4 separate regions of the Mus musculus genome follow, and regions 2, 3 and 4 are each linked to region 1. A link is a contact called in public HiChIP or PLAC-seq, Micro-C and promoter capture Hi-C data. All regions are on one chromosome and are shown on one strand. Each heading gives the region's core, a stretch centred on a gene start, on an enhancer-like site or on the middle of the called end of the contact. The rest is flanking DNA. Distances are from core to core; before and after follow the strand shown.

What was found. A called contact is a pair of places that touch in the nucleus more often than the background predicts. HiChIP or PLAC-seq counts read pairs in DNA pulled down with a chosen protein or histone mark. Capture Hi-C pulls out chosen DNA fragments and counts their contacts.
Region 2: a contact with region 1 is called in a Micro-C map of embryonic stem cells, with 2.8 times the contacts expected there. The contact joins the enhancer-like site here to the promoter of Tada2a in region 1. A contact is called at or near these places in 12 of 39 promoter capture datasets (the 3T3-L1 cell line, the C10 cell line, the HPC-7 cell line and 6 more), 3 of 15 datasets of contacts at CTCF or cohesin (the NIH/3T3 cell line, pro-B cells and stem cell-derived epiblast-like cells), 22 of 484 Hi-C or Micro-C datasets (the Ba/F3 cell line, CD4 T cells, the HL-1 cell line and 7 more), 7 of 115 datasets of contacts at active chromatin or transcription factors (embryonic basal ganglia, embryonic hindbrain, embryonic stem cells and 3 more) and 3 of 9 other capture datasets (adipose tissue, liver and macrophages).
Region 3: an H3K27ac HiChIP or PLAC-seq map of extraembryonic endoderm stem cells shows a contact between it and region 1, with 4 times the contacts expected there. The contact joins the enhancer-like site here to the promoter of Tada2a in region 1. A contact is called at or near these places in 8 of 39 promoter capture datasets (the C10 cell line, the HPC-7 cell line, embryonic stem cells and 3 more), 4 of 484 Hi-C or Micro-C datasets (the Ba/F3 cell line, the HL-1 cell line, embryonic stem cells and 1 more), 5 of 115 datasets of contacts at active chromatin or transcription factors (embryonic stem cells, extraembryonic endoderm stem cells and stem cell-derived neural progenitor cells) and 1 of 9 other capture datasets (macrophages).
Region 4: a promoter capture Hi-C map of adipose tissue shows a contact between it and region 1. The contact joins the promoter of Hnf1b here to the promoter of Tada2a in region 1. A contact is called at or near these places in 2 of 115 datasets of contacts at active chromatin or transcription factors (the 230-238 cell line and extraembryonic endoderm stem cells) and 1 of 9 other capture datasets (adipose tissue).

What each region holds. Positions count from the first base shown.
Region 1 is chr11:84,127,059-84,131,991 of GRCm38.p6, reverse strand. Tada2a (transcriptional adaptor 2A) reads left to right here and starts at 2,424. Exons shown (of 16, transcript NM_172562.3): 1 at 2,424-2,455; 2 at 4,897-4,933. It also overlaps a transcript of Acaca not described here.
Region 2 is chr11:83,785,447-83,790,379 of GRCm38.p6, reverse strand. No RefSeq gene overlaps it. Among named protein-coding and RNA genes, the nearest start is that of Gm38934, 23 kb to the left of the region's middle. Within about 2 kb of position 3,064, at least 29 of the 459 cell types and tissues checked have an H3K27ac peak or open chromatin away from gene starts, as enhancers often do. A contact at or near this core is called in the HL-1 cell line, adipose tissue, differentiating embryonic stem cells and 1 more, where this site is marked.
Region 3 is chr11:83,802,726-83,807,658 of GRCm38.p6, reverse strand. It overlaps Gm38934 (a long non-coding RNA gene), which reads left to right. Exons shown (of 3, transcript XR_880088.2): 3 at 2,963-3,286. Among named protein-coding and RNA genes, the nearest start is that of Gm38934, 5.8 kb to the left of the region's middle. Within about 2 kb of position 2,823, at least 4 of the 459 cell types and tissues checked have an H3K27ac peak or open chromatin away from gene starts, as enhancers often do. A contact at or near this core is called in extraembryonic endoderm stem cells, where this site is marked.
Region 4 is chr11:83,849,169-83,854,101 of GRCm38.p6, reverse strand. Hnf1b (HNF1 homeobox B) reads right to left here and starts at 3,233. Exons shown (of 9, transcript NM_009330.3): 1 at 2,710-3,233. The coding sequence starts at 3,053. It overlaps Gm12576 (a long non-coding RNA gene), which reads left to right and starts at 3,471. Exons shown (of 4, transcript XR_388929.3): 1 at 3,471-3,595; 2 at 3,823-4,882.

The DNA.
Region 1 (4,933 bases), core at 1,175-3,674:
GTTTTGAGGCAGGGCTTCTCCTGGACGTCATTGCTTTGGCTAGGCTGGCTGGCCAATGAGCTCCAGGTATGTGCCTGTCTCACCTCTCCCCAGTGTGGGATTGGTACCGAGTGGAATAGTGGTGCTAGTGATCTGAACTCAGGTCGACATGTACTCCATTGACTGCGGCATCTCCCAACCCCTTCATTCTATTTTTCTGAGAGAGTTCTCTCTCAAGGAACCTGAAGCTCATTGATTCAGCTAGACTGGCTGACCAACATGCCCCAGGGATCCTCTGGTCTCCGTCCCAGTGCTGGGGCTACAGGCACGCACCACCTTGACTAGGGCACCGAGGTTTAAATTCAAACACTTCACTGACAGAGACATCCCACCACACCCTGACATTTTTAGTTTTTGCGCTAATTTTTAAGTTAACGTAATGGGTTTCATTATTTGTGTGATTTTCACGCTTATGACATCATACTTTGTTGGATCCCTTTGGATACATTTTAATCCATTTAAATTTCATCCCTCTTGGACATTTTATTTTTTATTTTTTTGGTTTTTCCAGACATTGGACATTTTAATTTATCCATTTTTTGAGTCAGGGTCACATGCACCGGACTGAACTGGAATTTTTTGCGTAGGCTGACCTCCTGTGTGCTGGCATTACAGGCATGAGCCACTATTCTTTTCTTAAATACATTGATGTCTACCCTTCATGGAATTCTATCATATCCCAGTGAAATAAAAAAATCCAACCAAAGTTTACCAAGTGATGTGGGACCTGGGTCCAGGCTGTTTTCCATCAAATCTCTTTACTTGGATCTGCTCCAGCCACTCTGACCTTCTTGCTTCTTCTTCTCCATGCCTATCAAAGCCACGCACCAGGGCCACCGTACCTGCTGAGTCTCATCTATGGTTCTCTCTAGAAATCTGGAAGCTTCTGTTTCTCATTCAATAATTGGATTTCCTCTTGTGTGTTATGTCTGCTAGGAAGCCTTTCTTCCCTATCCTGACTAAAAGAAAATCTATCACTGTTATATCTGGATCCTGATTTATTTCCCATAAAACCACATTATGAGGCATTTAAAAATATTTGTTACTTATATATTAATATGCAACATACTTATATTTTATTGCTTATATATAAAATACACAAACCTTATGTGCAAGAGCATATACTTCGCTCACTACCAAATTCTCAGCACCCAGGGAAGTGGCTGTTCGTTGTGCTTTTGTGAAATGAATGGATTTGGAGAGTCAGTAAATGTGAAGTACTCTATAGCATCAACTGTTTATTTAACGTGGTGGGGATGACTTTCACATGTGAATTTTTAATGTTTTTTCTTTACTACTCTTTTTTTTTTTGAGACAGATCTCTTACTCTGTAGCCCAGATTGATCTCAATCTCAAAGCAATTGTCCTGCACTCTCCAAGTGTTGAGATCACAGATGTGAGCCACTAATTGCACCCAGCTGCAGATTTTATTTTTATTTTAACAATAGACTTATATTACCTGTGTACCAAAAAACAAATCAAGATGCCACACGGGCAGATATCGTATAAATGAATTCCAACAGAAATTGGGCAAATCTATGAAACAGATTTTTAAATAGATATACAGCATAATAGTTAAGATCAAGCCATGGGTTGGAATAGAGCTCTTCCCCAACACTTGGTAGCACTGTGATCCTAAGTTATATATTTCAATGCTGGACCATGAGGACAGTAACAGTGCCTCCCTCAGAAAGTTGTTTTAGACGAACCCTTATGTGTAACCCGCTTTGTACAATGCCTGGCATGCAGTATTGAAGGACTCCACAAATGGAAGCTCTTATAAGAATCTATACTATTAGTAATAAGAGATGTTGGGACATACCTAGCCCTCAAGAGTGACATCAGAGTGGACCACCACATCATCACTGCGTTTCCATGTGGGCCTCTGAAGCCCAGGCAGGGGATGGGTCTTTCCAGAGAAGGCAATTTCGACGTCCCAGAAGCATCAGAATAAAAAGGACCCTCTTCACCCCTCAAGTCATTCAGTCCGGGTAATCCATGAGTGGCATGATGCGCCCGGGGCTCGTCATCCTCCAGTCCAGAGCCTGGGCAGCCTCAGTTTCTTTGCTTGCAAAAGAATTGGAATGGGACTGTTAAGAAAAAAATCTAGACTGAAACAGCGGAAGCCGCCTTAGCACATGCCACCGGGCCGCTTGTGGCGACGGAGAAAGTGACAGCAGGTCAGACTTCAGAGCCCACCGACTAGCAGCCAGGTACCACGCTCCCCATCCCGGGGCGGCGCCACCGGGACCCGCCCGCTGCCAGACTGGAGGAGGCGGGACCGCCTCGGCGTGCTCGCGGCACGGGACCGCGCACGTGAGTCGAGGCCGCGCACGCAGGCCGCGGCGCGCACGCAGAGTCTGCACAGCGCGCGCAGCGGCGGGCTCTTCGGCGCCGAGGTGCGGGACGTGGCGAGGTGAGGCGCGGGGCCGAGCGGCGGGAGCGAGGGCACGCGGGGTCACGAGGTGCCGGCTGGCGCGGCGGGGCCACGCGGCGGGGGAGGTTGGCGCGGCCGGGCGAGTCCCGAGCCCCTCCCCCCGGCGGCTGGCGGTGCCGCAGCTCCGTATTCCCGGCTGGGCGGTGGAGCACGGCCCCGGCCCACCTGACCCGCCGAACCCCCACGTGGGTCTCCGCGCCCCAGTGTTTAGCACTGTTTTGCGGTCGAGGCCCGGCTACAGTGACCTGCCCAAGACCGTGCAGCTCTAAGGATGTTAACTGCACAACTGCCAAGCCCGCGGCTCCCCTGTGCTCATGGGATCCTGCCCCTCCATGCCTTCCCTGATCCCTCTTGTAATTAATTTAAATGTAGCCCATCTCTCAAGGATGTTAGTGTCACTGCGTGGTCTTCTAAGGAAGGAGAGGAAGGAGGATTTTGCTTTCTGCAGCATTGTGCTTTGCAATGTGAAGTGTTTGTCAGAACGTACTGTAGAATCTTTGCCACTGTAAAGGTCTTGATAGAGCCCTGCTGTTCACCAGGCTGTAAAAACATTGTGCAAATACCCCAATCTTTAGCGCTTCATTTTCTTGGGGAAAACAGCCTATGTCAGGAGATTGTTAGGATTCCAAGATATAGTCCCCGTACTAAGATTACATTTAGTACCTGACATATGCCTTTGTTAATTTTTTTTTTAATTAATTTTTTTTTTTAGTCAGCCTCATGTATCTTGGGCTAACCTTGAACTTAATGTAGCCAAGAGTTTCCATGAACTGATCGTACTGTCTGTACCTCTGGAGTACTGGGTTTGTTTGCTCAATGGATGCTGGAGTGTGAATATAAAGCATCCTTGCTAAAACACCCTACAACTGAACTACTGAGCCACAACGTTCTTCAAAGATCATTTTTCTTGGAAATAGAGTAAAAACTCACCCCTACCCAAAATAGCCTAAAGTTTGACCCTCAGCCTTCTTATCTAAGCATTGCATATACTTTGTATGTCAGTCCCCAAGCTAAAAATGTCAACGTGAAAAACCTATTTTGGTTGGAGAGATGGCTCAGCGGTTAAGAGCACTGGCTGCGCTTCCAGAGGTTCCGAGTTCAAATCCCAGCAACCACACGGTGGCTCACAGCCATCTGTAATGGGATCTGATGCCTTCTGGTGGGTCTAAGGACAGCTACAATGTACTCATATAAATAAAATAAATAAATCTTTAAAAACAAAAGGGGGGGGGGCTGGAGAGATGGCTCAGAGGTTAAGACCACTGACTGCTCTTCAGAAGGTCCTGAGTTCAATTCCCAGCAACCACGTGGTGGCTCACGACCATCCGTAGCAAGCGCCCTCTTCTGGAGTGTCTGAAGGCAGCTACAGTGTACTTACAGATAATAAATAAATAAATCTTAAGGAAAAAAAAAAAGAAAAATCTATTTCAGGAGAAATGAAGGTGAATTAGCCTTTTGTTTTGTTTGTTTGTTTGTCCCCCACCCCCTGAGACAGGGTTTCTTTTTTTTTTAAGATTTATTTATTTTATTTTATTATATGTGAGTACACTGTAGCTGTCTTCAGATGCACCAGGAGAGGGCGTCAGATCTCATTATGGGTGGTTGTGAGCCACCATGTGGTTGCTGGGATTTGAACTCAGGACCTTCGGAAGAACAGTCAGTGCTCTTAACCACTGAACCATCTCTCCAGCCCGAGACAGGGTTTCTCTGTGTGGTCCTAGCTCTGTAGACCAGGCTGGCCTTGAACTCAGAAATCCACTTGCCTCTGCCTCCCAAGTGCTGGGATTAAAGGCATGTGCCACCACTGCCCGGCTGAATTAGCCTTTTATAAAACTAACATTTATTTGTCCAAATTGGTATTTGCTTTGTTTTGGCTTGGGTTTTCTTTCCTTTTTCCCCTCTAAGACAGGGTCTCTCTATGTTGCCCTGCCTGCCTGTCCTAGAGCTCACTCTGTAGAGTAGGCTGTCTGTGGTTCCTGAGTGCTGGGATCAAAGGTGTGCACCACCATGAGTTTCAAGCAGTCCAAGATAGCCAGGGATGACATTGAAGTCCTCCTGTCTGAAGGAGTAAGTTACTGATCCGCATATGTTGGGTAGGATTCCTTAGTTTCCAGTAATAAAATCCAATTTATTTTTTGAGACAGGATCTCACTATGTAGCTGGCTCCGAACTCTTCATGTAGACCAGGCTGGTCTTGAACCAGAGACCTATTTTCTTTTGCTTCCTGGGTACTAGGATTAAAGGTGAATACCACCATACCAGCAAGTTCCAGGTTCTGTAAGGAGGCTGCACTTCACATTCTGTGAGCGAGGGGGGGGGTCTGAGTGTTGTGGTTGGCAACCACACAGTTGCCGTGTCGGGTTGCCAAAATATACCTTGGACTGGTTTCTGATCTGTGTGCATCTTCTCTTTGTTCTTAGGGGATCGTGGGATTGTTTGGCAACGTCTGAAGTCTTG
Region 2 (4,933 bases), core at 1,815-4,314, 340 kb after region 1:
CTTGGAGAGTGTCTGTCATCAGGCACATTCTGGGAGACTTTCCCTTTATCTAAAGGGGTCAAGAGAGACTTCTGGAAAAGCACCTGTCATGGCCCAAGATGATTCTGGGTCAGCTGATTGAGGGAAGGTTTGGAAAAGCTTCCTGGCTTGGGGAAAAAGGTGGTGCCCACTATGCTACCTGCAGTCTACTTAGCATATCAGACCCCAAGCATCATGCCTGCCCTGTGTTACAGAGAGCACTATTACATAGGACACCAAGGGGGGGGGGGAGAAAGAGAGAGAGAGAGAGAGAGAGAGAGAGAGAGAGAGAGAGAGGCAGAGAGAGCAGAGAGAGCGAAACAGAGACACAGGGAGAGACAGAGTGTGTGTGTGTGAGAGAGAGAGAGAGAGAGAGAGAGAAAGAGAGAGGCAGAGAGAGCAGAGAGAGCGAAACAGACACAGGGAGAGACAGTGTGTGTGTGTGTGTGTGTGTGTGTGTGTGTGTGTGAGAGAGAGAGAGAGAGAGAGAGAGAGAGAGAGAGAGAGAGAGAGAGATGTTTGGAAAAGTTTGTGGGTAAACTGTGCCAAGCCTGATGACCTAAGTTAGATCCCTGGGATTCACAAGGTGGGAGAGAGCTATCCTCTATACATTGTCCTCTGACCTGTGCAAGCGTACTTTTAAGCTCTCCCTCCCCTAAGCAAAACTGATATTAACAAGCTCTATGCTTTAAGAAATAGCCCTGCCCCAAATCCCTGTAATTTACTCCCCATCCAAGCTCCATTCAAGCAGCAAGCAGCTGTGTCATCTGCTCTGCTTCCCAGCCCCACTTGAACCTGCGCTGCCTTCAATGCTAGCTAGCATAAGCTTCACTTAGACGCTTCAGGGAGCCAGCATCGGGCATTGACAGGAAGGCGCATGCGTCCCGACCGTGATCTGAGCATGTTACTCAGAAGTTTCGTAATCTGTGAGTCACAAAACAGGAAGGATAACATTTGCCTCACTGTTAAGTATTGTTCTCAGATGACACGATGCTAGCGAAACTGCCTCATGTATAGAAGATACTCAGGAAATGCATCAAGAATCGATGAGCCCCTCCCAGATGACTGGGGCTCGCGTTCCCTTGTCTCCAGCCCCTTACCACTCCCCTTTTCTATACTCTTGCCTTGCCATGCTTGTGAGGCAGGGCCAAAAGCTCAAGAGATTCTTCTGGTACCTTCTCTGGCACCTTACATACCGTTCTTGTTCAAAGCATTAAGCGTAACCAAGGGTGTTGCTTTTTTTTTTTTTTTTCTTTACATTCATTCCAGGGTGGAAGGTTGTCTCACTGCACGAGAGACATGTTATCCTACAGGTGTCACGACCACCCCCAAATCCAGCCTTTCAGACCAGAGCTCCCTGAACCCATGCCCCCTACAAGCTAAGGCTCAGAGAAGAGCGATGCTTCTCCACTTTGGGCTTCTTAGCCCTCCAGGGCACATTTTCCAAAGCATGAGATATGTTGGGTTGTCATAGTTAGGGGGATTCTTCCTGGCGTCTGGTTAAGTAAGGGGTTTGAGATGTTGACAAACATCCCACAGTGCACCTACAAGGAACCAGCCTGCCCGAGGAATTAACAGTGCCATGGTTGAAAACCTTGACTTAGAGGGGCCCTTCCATAAGGTCAGGGCAAAGCTCTGCTCACAGCCCTCCCCACCCATGGTTCCTAAACCCCTCCTCTTTATGGTGGGGGGACAAGGCCAGGAAGGCCCCACATCCCAGTTACCACGCTCAGCCTCCTCCTGTTTCCACCTGCTGTTCTGCTCTGTTACCTCCTGCCCCTCTAAGATAGCCTGTGTGTCCTACGTGCCACCTGCTGTACAGCTCTGTGGTCACCCCAAGGGTCACCCCCGCCTGCCTCTGCTCAAAGGTTGTCTTCCCAGGGAGAACTTCCTTCACACCTCGTGCCAAACTATAATCTGCCCAGAGCTTTCTGTCCGGCCATGATCTGTTTTTCCTTGCCTCTGGCCCCCGAGACCCCAGGTCACTGACGGTATTAGCTTACCGTCCTGATCAAGTGTGATATCTGCAGGACTTTTTTTTTCCTTGTTCCCTGATATTTTCTTCTGCTTGATTCTTTTTCTTTTCTTTTCTTTTTCTTTTTTATTTTTGAGACAGGGTTTCTCTGTGTAGCCCTGGCTGTCCTGAAACTCACTCTGTAGACCAGGCTGGCTTTGAACTCAGAAATCTGCCTGTCTTTGTCTCCTAAGTGCTGGAATTAAAGGCATGCACCACCACTGCCCTGCACTTGCCTGATTTTTATATATTATATCTTATATATTTGATAAATTCTCCAGATATCTTCTCCAGTGAATGGATGAATGAATAAATGAATGAAAATCCTACTGTTCCAGAGCTGTTCCGTTCTTATGAAGTCAAGCTGACCTGACACTTGTGTCATGTGAGTGCAGTTGCCCTCATAGACCAGAAGAGAGCGCTGGATCCCCTGGAGTGACAGGTGGCTGTGAGCCATTGGACGTGGGTCCTGGGAACCCAACTCAGGTACTTTCCCTTATTATCCCCAACACCTGTTCAGGCAAACACTTAAATGTTATTCTGAGCATCTCATGTAAATGAAAACCTACAGTATACGTGGCTGTCTTCTTTGACTTAGCATAGCATTTAATGGCTCACCCACGATATGGAGTATATTGATATTTCACCTTTTCTACAGCCCAATATTATTCCACCGAGTAGACACACATCATGCCGTTCTCTGGTCGCCAGCAGAGCCGCCGTTGCTAGTTAGGGGCTATCCCGAATGCTGCAGCTGTGGGCACTGCTGTACTTGGTCACATCATTTGTTTGGGGTGTCACCTGGAGTTGCTGAGTCATGTGGTGACTGTGTGGAAATTTTGGAGGGACTGCCTGCTGCGCTTTCTTCCTGGCTTTGTGGATTCACACCCAGCATTGTCTTTCCTCGAGTTATGCCGAGCTTCTTCGGTCCATGCTACCTGACCTCCTCTGCATGGCATACCTGGGAGGCTCCTGTGCCTCCTGAGGGGCACCCTCTATGGCCAACACCTCAGTCACAAGGAAGGGAGTTTCAATATCCCAGGGCTCAGGTTACACGGGCAGCAACTACAATGAAGCCTCGAGTGAGAACCCTCAGCTCCTCCCTTCTGTTCGTGCTCCATCTGCTACCTGAGTGCTCCCTAAAGCAAATCTATTTTGCTTTAGGGATACCTACAAGTCTAGTAAGCCTACCGACACTGCCCATGACCTCTCTATGGGCTCACCATGCTGAGCGTCACAAGCTAACCCACCAGAGGCCATCCGCTTGGCTAAACCTCCCTGCCTTGGGTTAGGCCACTCCCTCCTCAAATGTGATTTCCTCCCTTTCCTAGTCAGGAAGAACAGCCTGACTGGCTTTCCTCTTGTGCTGGCCTGGGTCCAGCCCTCACCACCCTCATCTGGGAGTGCCTCTTGGCTTGAACTGGCTTAGCGTTCACCTTTGAATCTGAGTGATAGCCATGTGTGGAATTTCAAATGTGGTAAAAGCAAAAATAAAGTCCCAAGCTTGGAAAGAGCGTTCTTTATATGTTAATTTCCCCCACATCTGGGTTTCACATATGTACAGTAGCAAAGCCATGTAGGAGACAGTATAAGATAGAGAAGCCTCCAAGACCTGAATTCCATTCCCGCTGTCCCCTTGGTGAGCTTGGTCATGAGGGCTACCATCTCCCCTCCGAGGCCTCGGTGCTCGTCGATACGAGGGGGTGTTGTATTCCTTTCCAATTCACTCAACAGACTCTTGCCAGGACCTGTTCAGGCGAGGAAAGGCCAACAAGACAGGAAGTGACTTATATCCAGCAGGGAGGGCCACAGATAAGCAGGCAGGTGACCATAAAAGAGTGGTAAAGCGTGTTCTGAAAGATGGGGCTAGCAAGGAGAGTACGTTTTCCCTCCATCGGGAGTTTTCAAGCCAGTACTGAGCATCCAGTGGTAACTACCCCAGCAAATGGGGCCAAGCAGAAAAGGGTCCAGGAAGAAAAGCCTGCAACCTAGGAACAAGGGACATCCCGGAGACGGAAGGATGGTGTGAATACCACGGACAATCGCTGAAGCTCTTAGGGCTTCCCTTCCATGTCAACCTCAGTTCATGTGCTGAGAGATCCAAATGCCTACTGAAGAGTTACGTGCTGGGTGTGGACCTGTGATCCCAATACTGTGGAGGCTAAGGCAGGACGGTTGAGAACGGAACTCCAGCCCGTGCATTTGGTGACAGCTCATCTCAAAACAAAACCTACCCCCTAAAAACAAACAAAAAACAAGAGACACAAATAATGGAGCTAGAGAGGAGGCTCAGCAGTTAAGAGCATTTGCTGTTCTTACAGAGAACCTGGGCTTGGTTTCCAGCACCCACATCAGATAGGTCCCAATGCTCTCCCCAGTTTCAGGGGATCCAAGACCCTCTTCTGGCCTCGGGTATCTGCACACATGTGCACACACAAGCAGGCAGATATATACTGATTTTCCAGGACAAAGACTACATCAGGGGTTCATAAATTCTCCAGAAGGTTCTGCAACACACTAACCAACCCTTGTGGCGTGTTCTGAAGTCTGAGACGTCGCTGTAAGTAGAAACAGTAATACAACTATTATAAAACTCCCAAAGGCAACACACCTCAGACCACTCAACTCAGAATCTGTGAACTGCCATAAGTCATTGAAGTTGTCCCAGGTGACTTCAACGTTAAGCCTGCTCCTCACCCTTGTTTCTAATGAGAACTGGATACCCACCCCCACCCGACTCCACTCCACCCTACTCATGTCCAGTCTAAATGACTTTGTGATCTCTGTCTCCACCTGCTGGCCATTATACCAAACTGCAGGAGTTCAACTGTGCTATCTGTAGATCCAAGACCTTGCAACTTTTTAAAAAAGTTTGCTAAATGGATAAAAAAAAGAATCAAT
Region 3 (4,933 bases), core at 1,574-4,073, 320 kb after region 1:
CACCAGAGCTGAGCCTGGTAACACCCCACTCTCATCCATCAGGAGTCTTTAAACTGTCACTCAAATGAACTCAAACAAAAAGCTTTACTAGAAGCTGTGGTGGTGTGGTTTCTCAGATGGTTGAGGGAGGAGACTTACCTGAGCTTGGGTAATTGAGGCCAGCTTGGGCAATAGAAGGAGATGAGAGAGGATGGGAAAGAAAGAGAAGGAGACTGTGGTGGTCTGAATTAAAATGGTTCCCACAGGCACTATTTGATAGGACCAGCAGGTGTGGCCTTGTTGGAAGGAGTGCGTCACTGAGAGTGAGCTTTAAGATTTCAAATACTCAAGCCAAGCCCAGTGTCTCTCTCTCTTCCTGCTGCCTGCAGATCTGGATGTAGAACTCTCAGCTACCTCTGCAGCACCATATCTGCCTGCACTCTGCCATGCTTCCCACCATGACAATAATGGACTGAACCTCTGAACCTGTGGCCATCCCCAGTGAAATGTTTTCCTTTTTAAGAGATTCTGTAGTCATAGTGTCTCTTCACAGCATAACCTTAGAAACCCTAACTAAGATAGAGACAGAGAAAAAGGATGAACGGATGGATGGACAGACGGATGGATGGATGGATGGATGGATGGATGGATGGATGGATTTCATGGCAGGCTACCAAGAGCTTAAAACATTAGCAGGAAGTTAGATGATGAGGCTGGGAAATCTCATCGGGGCCCAGGGAGGGGCTGCACATGCCAGTGCTCGCCAGAGTGCCACAGACAATTCCTACTTACTTTCTCTTTGATCAAGTTCTAACCCAAGTAAAGAGCATTACATTGATCAGTCACCTCACCAGCTGCTCAGCCAAAGATCAGGAGGACCCGCCAGACTGCCTGGTGCAGAGGAGGAAAAGACAGTAAAGAGGACAAAGAGGAGGAGAGGGGATAAGGCTCAGTCAGTGATGGATAGACATGAAGACCTGAGATCAGGTTCCCAGCACCCATGTCAAAAGCAGATGTGGTAGTGCACATCATCTGTAATCCCAGCACTAGCAAGGCGGAGACAGGAGGATTCCTGAGTGTTGCTGGCCAACCAGGCTAGCCAGTCTGAGAGTGAGCTCCAGATTCAGTGAGAGACTGTCTCAAAAACGAAGGAGGAGGCGCTGGAGTGATAGTTCAGTGGTGATAGCTTACCTCACGCAGAGGACCTGGGTTCAGTTCCCAACACCCACATGTAGGCTCCCAACTCTCTGTAACTCCAGTTCTGGAAGGAACCAACACCTTCTTCTGGCCTCTGTGGGTACCAGGCACACATGAGGTATACATGTATGAGTGCAGTCAAAACACTCATATACATAAAATAAGAATGAAAAAATTAGATCACAAAACTAGAGGAAGGTCAGGGTAAGGACAACACAGGCATTGACCTCTGGCTCCCATCCCATAATTTATCTCAGTTGGTATATTAATAACATTCAATTGGCAAGGGAGGTTGTTGTGGCCAAAATTTCTGACAGAGGCAACCTCGGGGAATAAGGACTTATTTTAGCTCACAGTTTGAAGGGACATAGTCACTGACATGAAGGGCATAAAGAAGGGGCCGCAGTAGGAACCCTCAGTCTGTGCTGGTTGGAGACCTAGAGCAGCTGCTTGTTTCCTGGCTGCCTGGGATTCAGAGCTGGGCTATCACCAGCAAATCACCTCCAATCACCTTTGGCCACCAAAGGTTTCACAGCCTCCCTCCGCGCACGGTGCCGCCAGCTGGGATCAAGGGTTTGGCACATGAGCCCATGGGAATTTTTTTCAGATTCAAAACCAGAACACTCTGCCTGTAGCACCTGTAGGCCCACGGTCATCTCCTAACACAAGATACATTCAGTCCTACTTAAAGAGTCTCCACAAATGCACTGTTCAAAAGTCCAACGCTCAAAGCTCTTCTAAAAGACCTTAGCCGTGAGTCGCTCTAAAATTGGGGGGAAAAAAAGTCCACCTCAATCCAAGGTACTTATTCTAATATTCAATGGCACAGAGCGAGCACTTTGCACCCAAATATGGAGATTGGGGGCATATCAAGGAAAGACCTGATTAAAGCAAGACCGAAAGAAACCCAGCAGGGTACACATACTGTAGTCCCATGTCTGCCCTCTGGGGCACACGATGGCAGGATGAGACATCCATCAGGCTTGGGGAGCCTCACCCCTGTGGCTCTGCCACCTGCAGCCATGCCTGGCCTCCCTCTCAGGCCAGTTCCACTTAGAGCCTGCTACTTTCCCTGGTCCCAGAATTTCCAGGGGTCCTCTACAACTTGGGTTGACTTTTGAGGCTTTGTACACTGAGTCCTCTGGATCTCCCTGCCCCTACAGGAAGCCTGACTGTGTTCATCACCTAAGGACAAGGCCTGGTTGTCCCTTGCTAGTGCGTATCTGGAAACCCCAGTATTCAGGTTGTGGAGGCAGAAGTGTGAGCCTAGGCTACACAGGGAAGGCCGGGCCTTAGAGAGGGCAAAAGGACAAGCTAAAGACAGCTCAAGAATTTAGAAAATTTACCTATAAAGTAGAAGAGAGGTGCAGAACAGGGAGCCAAGCTAGTGAAGCCAAATGCCACCATACAACAGCTCATGTCCCCGGAGAACAGCTGGAGGGGGTTGGGGACACAGCTGGAGCAGGCATGGGAGACCTTTTTGAATACTATCACTAGTTTCTACTTCGGTAGCCTCCAATCCGTTTCCCACAATGCGGCTCCAATGAGCTCAGTCACGTTTTCCAAGACCTTCCTTGCTCTCTCCGTTTAGCATCCTGAAGTGGCTCCTTGTGGCTTTCAAAATCAAATCTAATCTTCCGTGTGTATAAAAGGCCCTTTGTTACTGCCTCCGTGGCTTGCCTCTTCATCTCCGGCTGGTTGAGCCTCCCCAGCCTGTCTGTATTCCTCATCTCTAGCGCTGATACAGCTTCACTCAATTATTGACTCGTTTATCTGTTCTCCCTAGATTCTCATCTCCTTGAAAAGAGGATCTGAATTCGAATTGCTGTGGCAGTCGGACCGCCCAGGCTCCAGGCTCCGCTGCCTCTCGTGCTACGCTATCTCCGAACCCCAGTCTGTTTTCCCACTTGCCGTCTGGTATTTTTATCTGCGGCTCATGGCATAGAAAAGGTCCTCAAACAATGTGTGCAGAGTGATTCCATGCAGATCAGGGAAGGAACTTCCTGGGGGGAGTAAGGATAGCCTGCTTCAGTCTGTCAGGATGTTCAATTCACTTCCGGAGCAGGGGTCCGGTCCTTCTGCTCGGTCTGTGTGCCTTGAGTGTTGTGAGGATGGTCCGAAAATGTCTCGCTGTTTTCCCTCTCATGATCCACGTGTTCATCTAAGGCAGTGGTTCAAATGCTGCGACCCTCTAATTCCTCACGTTGTGGTAATCCCCTCAACCATACGTTTTTTTGTTACTTCATTTTAATTTCGCTATTGTTATGAATTGAAATGCAAATACCTGTTTTCTGACTGTCTCAGGTGACACCTCTGTGAAGGGGTTGCGGCCCACAGGTTGAGAACCACTGACCTAAGGCCTTCAGACACTCACTGATCATTCTTTGATTTTTATTTTATTATTTTTTTAAAATTACATTTGTTTATTTGCCTTTGTGTATGGAGGGGGCCTGCCACAGAGTGTGTGTTAAGGTCAGAGGACAACTTGTTCTTGCCTTCCACCAGATAGGTCCTAGGGATTGACCTCGGGTCCTCAGGCTTGGCAGCAAAGACATCCTGCTGGCTCCCTCAGAGACCCTTCTTATAAGGCTGGTAAGCAACATATTCCTTTAAGTCCCAAAGTTTTCTAAGTGTGAGTCTAATTAATTATCAGCCCCTGAGAGGAGATGAGTATGTAGCTCAATGGGAGAGCATTTGTCCGGCATGTGAAAGGCCCTGGGTTTGGTTCCCAGCTCTATAAGGAAAGGGAAAGAAGGACCAGGGGAGGCACAGGAATGTGTGCCTGTTCCACAGACGGCAACCTCGTGATCTTCTCTAAAATCCTGAGAGCCCGAAACCTTAAACAGCTTGTCATCACTCGACCAAGAGGCCCCTGCGCCACCAGAGCCCCACTCCCTTGTCAAATGAAGCTTATCTTTCTTTTTGTCCCAATATTGAAAGCAGAGTCCTACAGGGCTGTTCTACTTTGAATGGGTTTCGGGACACAAGCAAGTGGATTCCTCTCAATGTGTCAGCAGATGTATGCGGTAAGGGATGGGTGTTCTGCCACGCATCCTGTAAGAAGGCAGACATAGAAGCTTAAGACTGAGGCTTCTGACCCTCCAGCTTTCCTCCTCTTTAAAGGAGAGTAGTCCTGTAGCAGAGCTGGCGTGACTAGGTGACTTCCCATGGGCCCCTTCCTGGTGAATTTTCTCAGCTTGCTTCTTCTGTCTTCTCCTCTCTCCTGCCACACAGTGTTCACACAGGTAGAGCCTGCTAGAGTCGCACCTGTGACACATGGTTGTGTGGGCAGTATAGTGTGAGTGACCCTGGGTTGGGGTGGGATGCTGTGCATCTGAGGCTGTGTTGTAGCGTTGGTCTTTTCTAATGACGCTGCAGAGATCCTGTGGTCAAGGAGGGAGAGTAGCCGATGCATGTGGAGAAAGAACCCAGGCTTCAGGTCAATTTCTTGCTTTATCTACTCCCCCCCTCCCCCCATGAAGTGTTAAACGTGAGGCTGGTCAAGAGGCTGGCTAAGGGCAGGTATGGGCTACAAGGATTTACTTCGGGTGCCATTTCCATTTTGATCAACATAGACTCTTTCTTACACAAGACCTATCTATGCTGCTCTCTGTCAGACTGAACTGCAAGGTTGTGGGCCTCACACTAGTGCAAGAGGTGTGAGGTAAACTACACCAAGATGTTGCCAAAGAAAGCAAAGGAGGTCAGTGGAGCATCCCAGACCTTTGCCTTGATTATACAAGAGATGTAGTCAGGG
Region 4 (4,933 bases), core at 1,984-4,483, 280 kb after region 1:
ACAGTATTTGGGTTTTAAAAATTACCACTGTATCGCTTTAACAGATCGTTTGGCCATTTTTCCTTTGTTTAGCTTCTTTACCGGTTATTCTACGTACCTAAAAAAAACCTAGCATAAGAGTGTGTTCTAAACGTGAGTGGTTCCGTGAAAAGGGGAATTAACAGCGAGATGATTAAGAAAAAAGAAAAACAAAACAAAAGAAAAACCGTTGAGACAAAACCTTCAGGCCCTGAATTAAAAATATTTGAATTGGGGGTTAAGATGGCGTAGTTATATCTTAAAAAACAAAAAAAAAAAAAAAAAACCTGAAAAACTAAAAAAAAAAAAACTTCTCGGATCCCAGAATGCCCCGCATATTCCCTACGGAAGAGAGCTCTGAGGCCCAGGTAAAGAGTTATTGGGAAATACAGTTTCCTCCCTAGGAGAAACTCGCTGTAGCGAGGAGCGCTCGGCCTTTGTAGAGCCAGCGCAGGTGTCAAAAGCAAACCCACAGTGGCCACAACGTCCAGCCCGCTCCTTCCTCAAGGGTGACTTTGCTTCCCAGGAGCAGAGACTCTCTGGGTCCCGGCTCGCGGGGAACCAGGGGCCTTGGTCCCTAGGTGGCCCACCAGGTCTCCTAAGCCCCTGGGGCACACCAGCCTCCGACCCGCAGCCGGGGAGCGCGCGACACCGCCGTTTGCAACCCTCCACTCTGGCCAGGTTCTTCCAGCCAGGGTAAAGGCGACCAGGCGCGCCACCGAGTGACCCTCCTCCCCCGCACACCTTTCTTTTCTTTCTGACTTACAGGGGAACAAGGGGGTGGAGCGGGAAGAGAAAAACAAAAGAGAGTGCCCGGTACCCTGCAGTCGGCTGCGCGGTGACCTGCGAGCCGCTAGCAATTTCTTGAAAAATTACTTTAATAAAGTCAGACGCTCCAGGCCCAGGGGAGGGAAGGCGGCACCAGCTTGCGAATGGGACAGAGCTTCAGGGTGTGCCCTGGGTCCTCACCCCAGCTAGAGTCTGGGCTCCTCTCCTTCTGCTCCCCATGGCTTGGGGGTGGGAAGAAGGCCCAGGTCCTAAGACCCCCGACTCAGAGACTCTGCGCCCGCAGAGCTCTGCGGGTGTCGGCTTCCCAGAGCAGCGCGGGGACCTGGGGGTGCGTCCCGTACCTCCGCGCGTGTGTCCGGCGAGCACCCCCTCCTGCGTTTTGATTTCCTTCCCTTTCTAAGCCGAGTTTACAACTTCACCAATGAATAACCCGCCTCTCTTTTCAACCTAATCACGTTTTGTGTACTTTCTGTTGATGATTTATAGGAATAAATTAATAACACCCCAACTCCACGTGCTGCAGTTTATGTTACATCTCCGCTCTGTCCAGCCCGGGGTGGGGACCACGGTGGAGAGGCGCCCTCGGCCTCCCGGGCTTCCCTAAGTCGGCTCCGAGGCGAACTAGACAGTGGCTCTCAGGAGGAAGGACCTAGGCCCCAGGGGGCTGGCGACGGGATGCCGGGTCCCTGAGCCAGGCCCCAGGATAAATTTTCTGCCAGCCTGCCGTCCCAAACCTTCCGAGGGGCTCGGTACCTCAGTCTGTACCCTCTACCCCTGACACCATCCAGGCCGCTAAACTCAGCCAGAGGGGGAAAAAAAAAATCATTGCTACGTGGAGAAACAGCAACGAAAGAAACCCAAGCTTTTAAATTAGAGCAAAATCATTTTAGGGGTTAAAAAAACAAAAAAAACAAAAAACTTTTAGAAGTCCTCCAGATTGCCTTGGCTAGAGGGCGAGCGGCCGGGTCCCCAAAGCGCAAATTCAAATGCAAGGTCATATCCCACCCCAAGCGCGCGCTGCAGGAGAGGAAGCCGAGCCAGGGAGGCCGCCACAGTCACTCCGGAACTCTGAAACTTTGAAGCCGCAGGGCTTAAGAGTCAGAGGCCACGCGAGGGGCTCCTTTCTGAAGCCAAGTGGCCCCGGAGCGACGCGCAGTCTAAGGGAGCCGCTTGGCTCCTTGGATAATTAGTAACTAGCTGTCAAAGCGTAGGCCCGGGCGAGAGGACCGGCAAGTGATCCCAGCCACCGGAGGGACCGCCAGCCAGCCTGGGCTCCCCTAAGCCTGCTGGGGTGTCGTTAGTGAGATGCGTACACGCCCACCTCTGCAAAAGGGCATGGTGGTCTTAGGAGCACCTATTCTCTCTCCCTTTGTTCATGGTTTCTTTTGCCCGGCACTGGTGACCCTACAACAAACTTTCCACTTTATAATTCTAAACTTGGCTCTGTAAGGACACAATCAGAGAACTTGCTTCCCAGGCCTCGGCCACTGATGCTGCCAGGTCTTTTGCAGAGAACTGCAGATCGCAGGGATTAATACGTGGCTTGGGGTTTGGGAAGTTTGGTGGGTCCGGGGGCAATTGCAGCCTTTTCGCTGCACCCACCAGCCCCTCTGGTCATGTGACCTAAGGCTCCGCACCTTCGGTTCTCGTGACTGGGTACCACCAACAAAGTGCCTGGGTCCAGGCTGCCCGCATAGGTGGAGGCAGACGAAGCCTGGGGGTTCCAGGTCGCCCGGTGGAGGGCCAGGTTCAATAGTTAGCAGAGAAGCGGAGTGCCCCCGGGCTATTTTTCCCGTGGGGAAGGGGCTTGGGGAGAGCAGTGTACACCTCATGCCTCCGGTGAGGGGCCGGGGACTCCAGAGACTGCTCGGGCTCCAGGGCGTACCTCGCTCGCTTGCCTACCTGAGCATCCGGTCCACCTCGGCCCGCTGCTCCGCGGCCTCCTCGGTGTTGAGCGCCTGGAGCTCTTTGAGGATGGGAGGAGTGTCATAGTCGTCGCCGTCCTCTGAGCCCTCGTCCCCAGACAAGCGGCCCTTGGCGTGGCCATTGGTGAGAGTATGGAAAACCGGCTTGGTGTCGAGATCCGCCCCGCTCCCGGGGGACAGGGGCAGTGTCTCCAGCTTCACCCCGAAATTCGGGGACGGCAGTAACTCCTCCAAGGCCTGGATCAGCACTTCCTTGGTGACTCCGGAGCTCAGCAGGGCACTCAGGAGTTCTTGCTGGAGCGACGTGAGCTTGGACACCATTTTCCAAGGACGGAAAAAGAAGGGGTTGAGGGGATGGGTGGGTGTGAGAGAGGAGGGTGGAGGGGAGTTTTACAAGAGAACTCCAAGTCCTGGAACCCCTCCACCCTTTAGCTTTCAGACACCTGTTACTCTCTGGGGTCCCGGAGACTCCTCCGAGAGGAGTCAGAAAACTTCTAACTTGCCATGATCTCCACCATTAGGCCATATAAGATATGCAAATGAGTGGGAAGGGCTCAGCTTTCGGCAAGATGCAAATGGTGGTGGGGAGGGGGGAAAAACCGAGAAAGTGGGAGAACCTAAGGGACAGTCCAACGGAGCGAGAGACTTGGGCCGGGATTGGGACTTGCCAGAGCCCATTCTACTCACGCTGGGGGGCTCCAAATCTTCTCTACCGATTCTGTTTATCAGCCAAACTTTAGGTGACCTTTGGACTGGTAAAGCAAGCGGCTTGCAGCCTGGGCTGGGTGGGGGTGGGGGACCTTTCCACTAGCGACAGGTTCGGCTTTAGTCCAGAAAGAAGAAACTGCGCTTCGGGGGTTCAGGTGAGAGAGCTGGACAAAGTTGGGGTGCCTTGGCAAGGGGGAGGGGGGGAGGGTGAGGAGAGCAGAAAGCCTCCAGGTTGTCTGCAGGTAGCAAGCCTGGAGATGTAGTCAGATGGTGGCGAATCAGATTCTTTGGGAATGGGCGCCAGGAATAAGAGTGGCTTTAGGCGCGGTTACAACGAATTGGAGGGACCCCATTTCTTTTTACCTCGGTTACTGCTCTCCAGGTCCTCCTCAGCTCCGCCTGGTAGTTTGGATTTGCCGGATTCCTGACCAGGACCGCGCGTTGTTAACGTGCTAGAGGCCTGCGGGACCCTTGAAAGGAGACGCCGATTCGTTTATGGCCAGAGGGAGTAGCGAAAGTGGAGCTCTGCCGCTGCAGGGCTCACCAGCTACCTGCCCCGCCAAGCCAAGGGGGAGCAGGACACCTGGAGCTCGCCTTCTGCCTAAACCCGGAACCCAACAGCGCCTGAGCTCTGCACCCAAAACTAGGGCTACGGAGTCTCCTTTCTAGTAGTGAATGTGTAGATTGACCTGTGGCTGGACCGACTGTTGCAGCTCTGGATTACCCAGGACCACTGTTTTGGTTCTTAATTCTAGGAAGTCCGTTGTACCGGGAGTTAAGAATCGCGCTCTATAAACACAAGTTCACTGTGGTGGTGGCAGGAGTCTTGTATGCCACCTAGAGCAGGCACCCCTAAAGCCACTGAAGAAAAAAAAATGTTTTTTCCCCCACCCAGGTCTGGTCCGGAAGGAAGCTCTGAGCCTTTCGGCACAGCACGGCAGGAGTTTCTGCCACATCTCCCCTGGGACCCGGAGAGGAAGCAAGGAGGCACAAGCCGCACCCAGACCTCCAGGCAGGGACCTGAGCTGCAGGGAAGGAAACTGCTTACACACACACACATACACACACACACACACACACACACACACACACACGCACACGCACACGCACACGCACACGCACACGCACACGCACACGCACACGCACACGCACACGCACACGCACACGCACAGGCACACACATTTCCCCAGGGTAGAGGCGGTTTTGAACCTCGGTTCTCTCATTTGTGAAATATATTCCTAATATCCAGGATACAGAAAAGCTGTAGACACGGAAGAAGACCACCTGTGCAAAGCTGGCTAACACCTGTGTACACACTTCCCCTGTCTGCGAAGATGGCAGGCCTGTTCCCAGTGGTTTGGAAGCTTAAGGTTCTCAGCATCCGGGCATTAGGGTTGGAAGAACTGGACAAAGAAAGACAAACGGTCAGAACCATCAGCAGGGTAAAGGAACTTCTAAGTACATTCTAAGTACATTGTTTTACTGCATGCACT